Regions from separate parts of the Cyprinus carpio genome. Here region 1 is linked to region 2. A link is a contact called in public Hi-C data. All regions are on one chromosome and are shown on one strand. Each heading gives the region's core, a stretch centred on a gene start, on an enhancer-like site or on the middle of the called end of the contact. The rest is flanking DNA. Distances are from core to core; before and after follow the strand shown.

The links. Hi-C and Micro-C count contacts between places; a contact is called where the count stands out from the background.
Region 1: a Hi-C map of liver shows a contact between it and region 2, with 13 times the contacts expected there. The contact joins the promoter of LOC122134223 here to the promoter of LOC109058280 in region 2. A contact is called at or near these places in 5 of 8 Hi-C or Micro-C datasets (liver, red blood cells and skeletal muscle).

What each region holds. Positions count from the first base shown.
Region 1 is chrA3:20,646,531-20,649,838 of ASM1834038v1, reverse strand. LOC122134223 (E3 ubiquitin-protein ligase RBBP6-like) reads left to right here and starts at 2,058. Exons shown (of 7, transcript XM_042722863.1): 1 at 2,058-3,040. The coding sequence starts at 2,875.
Region 2 is chrA3:20,410,946-20,414,568 of ASM1834038v1, reverse strand. LOC109058280 (polycomb protein suz12-A) reads right to left here and starts at 1,596. Exons shown (of 16, transcript XM_019075493.2): 1 at 872-1,596; 2 at 172-218; 3 at 1-48. The coding sequence starts at 1,043. trnat-cgu (a tRNA gene) reads left to right here and starts at 3,108; the gene lies at 3,108-3,179.

The sequences.
Region 1 (3,308 bases), core at 809-3,308, 230 kb before region 2:
CTATTCCAGTTATTTTGCTAACAGTGTTCTCTATGACTGACAAAGAACTACTGTAAAACCATAAGTGTAATAATAGAAACAATTTTCATTTACTGGTTTCAGATTGAACATATTATGATGACAGACATACCAGCAGTATATCTGCATCTTTTAGTTTAATGCTACAAGCGGCACAACATCTCTAGCACAAGTGGTAATAAGAGAATTTGTAAATATAGACAGCCATCTGGTGGCCATAAATCATAAGTCCTCAAAAACAAAGTGTAGGCCTCCGAAATAATGTAAATTGGAGAAGGTTTGGTTATTATCATACAAATATCTTATAGTAAATATGCTATAATTAAAGGAATTTCGTGTAAATTAATTCACGAAATAATTACCAATTAAACTTAAAAGTAATTATTAAATACCAAACAAATAATCACCAAAAGAACAAAGTGTGACCTTTTTTGTAAGACAGCTGTAAATGACACTGTCATTTTATCAAAACATTTTGGCCAATCATTTTTGATTCATGCACTTTTATAATTTTTTTGGGGGGGCTTTGATGACCGATGTAAGGAAAAGCAATATTATCATATTTATTTTTTATTATTATTAAATATTTTATTAATCCTTCACAGTAAATTATATTGTTACAGCAGAAGCCACAATTCAGTCCTTGCACACAGACATATCTACCTAACTAAACACCTAAAAGGGAATCTTACACTAAAAAGAAAACATAAAAACATGTAATACATTCCAAGACATAATACAAAAATAAATAAATAAATATATTAATAATTTATTATTACAGTTATTACACATTACCTGATAAAATACATTACACATTAAAGAGCCTTATAGCTGCAGGCAGGAATGATTTACCGTTCAGTCTTACAGTCTTTAATGTTATGCCTATTTATCTTTTAATACGTTTAGCAAAATTCCATAAAATGTAAATTCTCAACTAACAAAAAATTTTGGCTTTTGTTAATGAAACCAAGCAACCTGAAAACAATCACTGCATTTAAAACAATAAAAGTTTTGTGTAAACTATATATATATATATATGTATATATATAAAACCTATACTCCTGGGACCCATAGACTTTTGTTTTCTGTAGAGGACATTGTATTTTAGTGAATTTCTCCGAGACAATACATGCCACGGTGTTCAGTCTGTACAGAGCATATTCAGGGCTTTTTAGAGATATCAGATGTTTGGAGGTTTGATCATAAACACTCCCTCTCCTTGTTCTTTAAACATGACTGAACTTTAACAGAATGATCAAATTTAACACTCTAATGGAAATATGATAATGTTCTGTAATTAAATCTGGCTAATTTTGAAATTGTTTGTCATAAATAAATCTCAGAAAAATGTTATGAGGTTTCAAATCGGAATATGACTTTTTATGAAACAGGACATCATTTTTATGCATGTCTTCTGTAGAGGACACCAGGACAAACAACATGTTAATCAGGCATTATGGGGAGACACAACAAGTCAATAGAGAAAGAAATTATAGATCAATATTTCTATGACATTGAGATATTCTTATGAAAATGTTACTACTCCTATTAATACAACTCTTTTTTTTTTCATTATGGTTTGCCCCAAGAACATATTAATATGCAAATTAGATGCAATGTATAGATGCAATTTCTAGAATGGAAAAACAAATTTATGGCCATTTCATGAACATATTCCATAAAGTACAGTAGTGGGCTATATCAAATCATTCTTACATTCTCATTAACATAGTTGAGAGTCATCTTTGTACAAAGTTTGGATTAAAAAAAAATAGCCTGAAACCTAAACACTGATTGGTGAATGAAAAAATAAAACACTGGTTTTTCCTATAGGCTACATGCCTTTCATGTCTTGTGTATTTTTTATTATTTATTTATTTAGTTTTTTTTTTTTTTTACTTAGTCCTGGCGTCCTTCACAAATTTGTTTCTTATGCTCCAAGCAATGTAATAAAAAAAATAACAACAAATTCTTTTATTACTAACATCCCGCAACTGGTAGCATCTGCGCACGCGCACTCGTGGCTCCTCCTTCTTTGCCCCTGCGCTTCCAGCGGAAACCCCTTGAGTGCGTGGAGTCGTCGGGTTGTTTTCGCAACCGAATGTGGTCAGTACGTTGAAAGTGTGATTTAAACATCTCTGCGGTCGTCAGAGTTGAGGACGGAGCGACTGGATTACCGCGGCAGTATTTTGATAAAAGGAGAATCGTTCTGTATGCTGATTTTGTATTGGCGTTTTGTAATGGGTTTGCTTTAGTCTTTTGTTTTTGTATGTGTGAAGGACGCCATTTTGGGTTGATCACACTAGCTGCTAGCCACATTGTGTTTCAGGCCCTGCTTCAAACGACGTCGGTTGGGTTTTGTTGAATTTTGGACTGCACCGAACAAACATTCCGGAGGGACTTTGACGCGGACACTGGGGCGACGTATTTGACCGGACTCTACGGACACTGTTTGAACTCTGTATTTCTAAATCGGAGTTACGGACAGCTCACGGCTAACCGCCACACGGTTCTGGGACATTGAGAAACAGCAGGAGCGTTTCTGGCTTCTGCCGGGAAATCCCCGTGGACTTAGTCACTTGCGTCTTTGATCACAGTCTCTTTGAACACTTTTCAATCCGCAGTTATTCACGTGAGGCTAAATCCACACGACCTCCTTAGTGGTGGTGACTCTTAGTTTAAAAGAGTGTTGAGATGATGAGCAGACATGGCTGTTGTTCTTAAACTGTTAAGCTGATAAACTGACACTGAGTAAAGGGTGATCGCTGGGAGAGCCCACGCGGTCGTGCGCACTGTAACGTTAGTTGAGTTTGGTTGTGTGTGGTGGTGGTGTTTGACCACGAGGATTGTTTAAACATGTCTTGTGTCCATTACAAGTTCTCTTCTAAACTCAACTACGACACGGTCACCTTCGATGGCCTTCACATCACGCTCAGTGATCTGAAGCGCCAGATCATGGGCCGAGAAAAGCTGAAGGCCGCGGATTGCGACCTGCAGATCACCAACGCTCAGACTAAAGAAGGTAAGCTCGGCATAGAAGCGGTTTATACACTGTTTTAAAGGTGCTGTGAGTTAACAGAAACTAAAGTGTGTACGTGGCCTGAAAGAGTAGTTGTATGTGTTTGGGAAAAGGTGTTTATCGAGCTCGAAGCTAATCTTTGCTAACGTTAATGTGAAAAGGCTAAATCCTGATATCCCCGGCGTTGTCATTGTGTTACTCTAACGTCGAGTTTTGTTTGGCTAAGTCAGTTATGTTATGACTTATTATATTTGTGAATATTGCTTAAATG
Region 2 (3,623 bases), core at 347-2,846:
TGAATTTCTGTGTGCCATATATGTAAGAGATCTGTGCAGGAAGATTGGCTGAAAGAACAGAAAAAAAGAAAGATACAACCAGTTAAGTCTATTGTTATGGCAGCCTTGTACAGTTAGTTCACGTCTAAATGAGAACGGCATGTCACTTCATCATGATCATGGTCTACTTACTGCTATGAGATTCCTCGTGCGAAGAAATCGGTATATTTGAGTTGGCTCTGTGAACAGAAATGCAGTAGTATCATGCACACCGATGTTGCCAGAATGAGACACGCATTTGGTAAAAAAACAAAGACACTACTATTTTAGATACACATCGAGCAAGTGTCTATACAATTAAACCTATTTTTTATACAATGACACCCTTACACATGAATCAAGGTGGCAGTTTGGAAAGTACACTACTTGTCTGAGCTAGTGTAGAAAAACTGCAGAGAGGTTTTCAAGGGGTTTGTGCTTTTCACGACTGTTGTCCATTGCTCTTCTATGACAGCAAGCCCCCAATGTCATATTAAAATAATAAAACACATAAAAGCACCACAAAGCACGTGTCATCTCTTGATGCACGTGTCCAATTTTCATATAGGATGTGGCCTAGACAATTAATACGTGTCTAAATCCCTCTACCGTGGGTAAAAAACACGACATGCGACTTTTATCGTGAACTATCCGGCTTATTTAAGCATTCTGCGAACTACTGCACACAGTTTACCAGGTAACCTTAACGTTAAAGTTAGTATTGCTGTTTAGCCCTTCAGCTAAGAGTATGGGTCGTGAAGCAATCGGATACTGGCAAGTGTGCTCGAAAAACAGCAATTTGTTGTACATACAAAGAGACTATGGGGAAAAGTTGGATTCGCGAGCAACTTACTCTCGAAGGCTTGCAGGAAGAGTTCGTGGTCGGCTTGGACCTGCTCCATCTTGGGTCGCTTGGCTGAAGTCATCACAACACCGGACGATACGTGCGCTCCTCCATTAGCCGCTTTGCTCGTGTTGTTGCCGTAAAAACCATTTCCACCAGATCCGTGCTTCTGTGGAGCCATCCTAATATAGCGTTCGCGCTCGAATGAGACGTTTGAAACGGAACTCCGGTGGATTCAGCCGAGTCTTGGGCCCGAACAAAGGGAGAGCAGCCGAGACCGGTTCGCCCCCTCGACAGAGTAACAGTTAACATAAACGAGCCGGCACTTCAGTTTGTTTTACAGACCGGATGGAATTCGCGACAACGTCTCGTCAGCGTGTAGAATCGAGCGCGTCGCGAGCTCTTACCGGATCATGTGTGATCTGGATTCCACGCGATACTAAGCGCTGACTACAACACAAAAACCCACCGCGGCAAAAAAAAAGTATGCTTACTGATGAGTGGTCCGCTGTTCTGTCGTTACGAGAACACCGCTGCTGTTTACTTATTAGGACTAACGTATACAAGTAAGCCGAGAAGCCTTCCGTCCTATTAGAAACAGCCTGAATCGAAAGTGCTTGAATATTACCCGCCCTCTGTCTTGAATGTATTCCACACAGCTGATAAAACCTCGAGTTTGAACATTGAGTCAAGTTCGGTAGAGAGTGTGCTGACTGAGAGCTCGCGCAGCCTTCCGTTTCGCTTATTATTTTTTTCGCGGGAAATTCGTTTTTTTTTTTTTTTTTAAATATAAAGAATGTAGTCAGGAAAAGCGCAGGGTGTGTGAAATAAAATGCCGAGCCCCTAGCTGTTTTTGAAAATGTTATCGGACGTTTGTTTGTTTGTTGTCATTTTTAGACAACAGAAAAGTAACGTTAGTAGCCTATACTTTGTGTTTAGGGGCTCTCGATATATTTATTTCAGTTAACTTTAATAAACACCGATTCCTGATCATTCGTGACTGAATCAAACAAGTGGGGCGATTGCTATGCATTGCTTTAGAAAACGACTTTGAAACGCCCTGCTTCTCAGTACAGTTTTTAATGTGATCACACGTTCAACTCAGTTGTGTGGACTGACATATATATGAGCTATCTACTTTGATAGCACGTCAAAGACAAGACAAACATATTATGCTTATATTACATAATAGCTCCTGAGACCCAGGCATAGACTTTTGTCTTCTGTAGAGGACACTGTATTTTAGTGAATTTCTCCGAGACAATACATGCCACGGTGTTCAGTCTGTACAGAGCATATTCAGGGCTTTTTAGAGATATCAGAGGTTTGATCATAAACACTCCCTCTCCTTGTTCTTTAAATATGACTGAACTTTAACAGAATGACCAAATTTAACACTCTGAGGGAAATATGATACATAGAATAAAATGTGAAATATCTTTTTTTTGTTTTTGTTTTTTAATGTTTTATCTCCATTTGCTTCTTATGCTCCGATCAATGTAATGACTTTTAAAAAACAACAAAGTTACATTTTTATATTTATTTATTTATTTATTTTTGGTTCTCGGGAATATATAATGGCCTTTTATTCCCAATAAAGAGTGTAATAAAAATAATAAAATATTAATAAAATAATAAATAATAAAATATTATTTCTAGGGAATCTATAGCCTAACACTAGATTTTTATTTTAATCTTTTTTATTACATCTACCTTTGAAGTCTATTCAACCTGTATTGCATTAAAATCTATGGTTCAAATAGATTGATATATGCTTCGGACTCTATCAAATACTATGGAGAAATGCCATTGGTGTAAAATAATGTGAATGTGTTACTTTACAAATACAGCATACAGATACATAGACTCGGGAAATATTTTTGCTTGCTGGATCTGTACTTTGTAACTGTAATTTCTAATGACACGCATTTTGCGAACGTTTATTGGCTGATGTGGGAGATATAGTTGTTGTACTTTTAATTTGAAGTGTTGTAGACTTTTTTTTTATTTGAATCGTTACACATCCGGGAAACCTCCGAGCTAACGTCTACCGGATGTGTCCAATTTAGCAGAGGGAATAAAAAAGACTTGGATCGTTAGAGTGCTTCTATAATATGTATAAAGACGATGCATGGACTCATATGAGAGAATTAATCAACGAAAAATTAAAATCAATCGTTAAATTTTTATTTTTATTTGGTCGATATTTCACCAAATAACGTAATTTACGCGCGGTTGGCCATTGGGCGCGGTGGCCAAGTGGTAAGGCGTCGGTCTCGTAAACCGAAGATCGCGGGTTCGAACCCCGTCCGTGCCTCGGACAATGGGAAAAAGACACTTTTGCAAAAGGAAAAAGAAAAGGTCTAATTAATAAAATCACATAAAAATAGCAATGTTTTCCTATATTCTTAGGCTACTACACCACTGCAAGTTTAGTTTCAGAAGTAGAAAATAGAAAGCTTGAATCTTGAATCCATTTTATTACCTTTGGTATGACCTGAACATTGTAGTCTATAGTTGTCCTCTGTGTAAGTTTGAAATGAAAACTATGATTAATATACTAAAACATAAAAGTGCAAACACTTATAATAGAGAATTGTGAGTTATTAATTATTTATGTCCTGTAATATATATATATATATATATATATATATATATATATATATATATATATATTTACAAACCCGATTCCAAAAAAGTTGGGACACTGTACGAATCTTGAGTTAAAAATGAATGGAATAATTTACAAATCTCATAAACT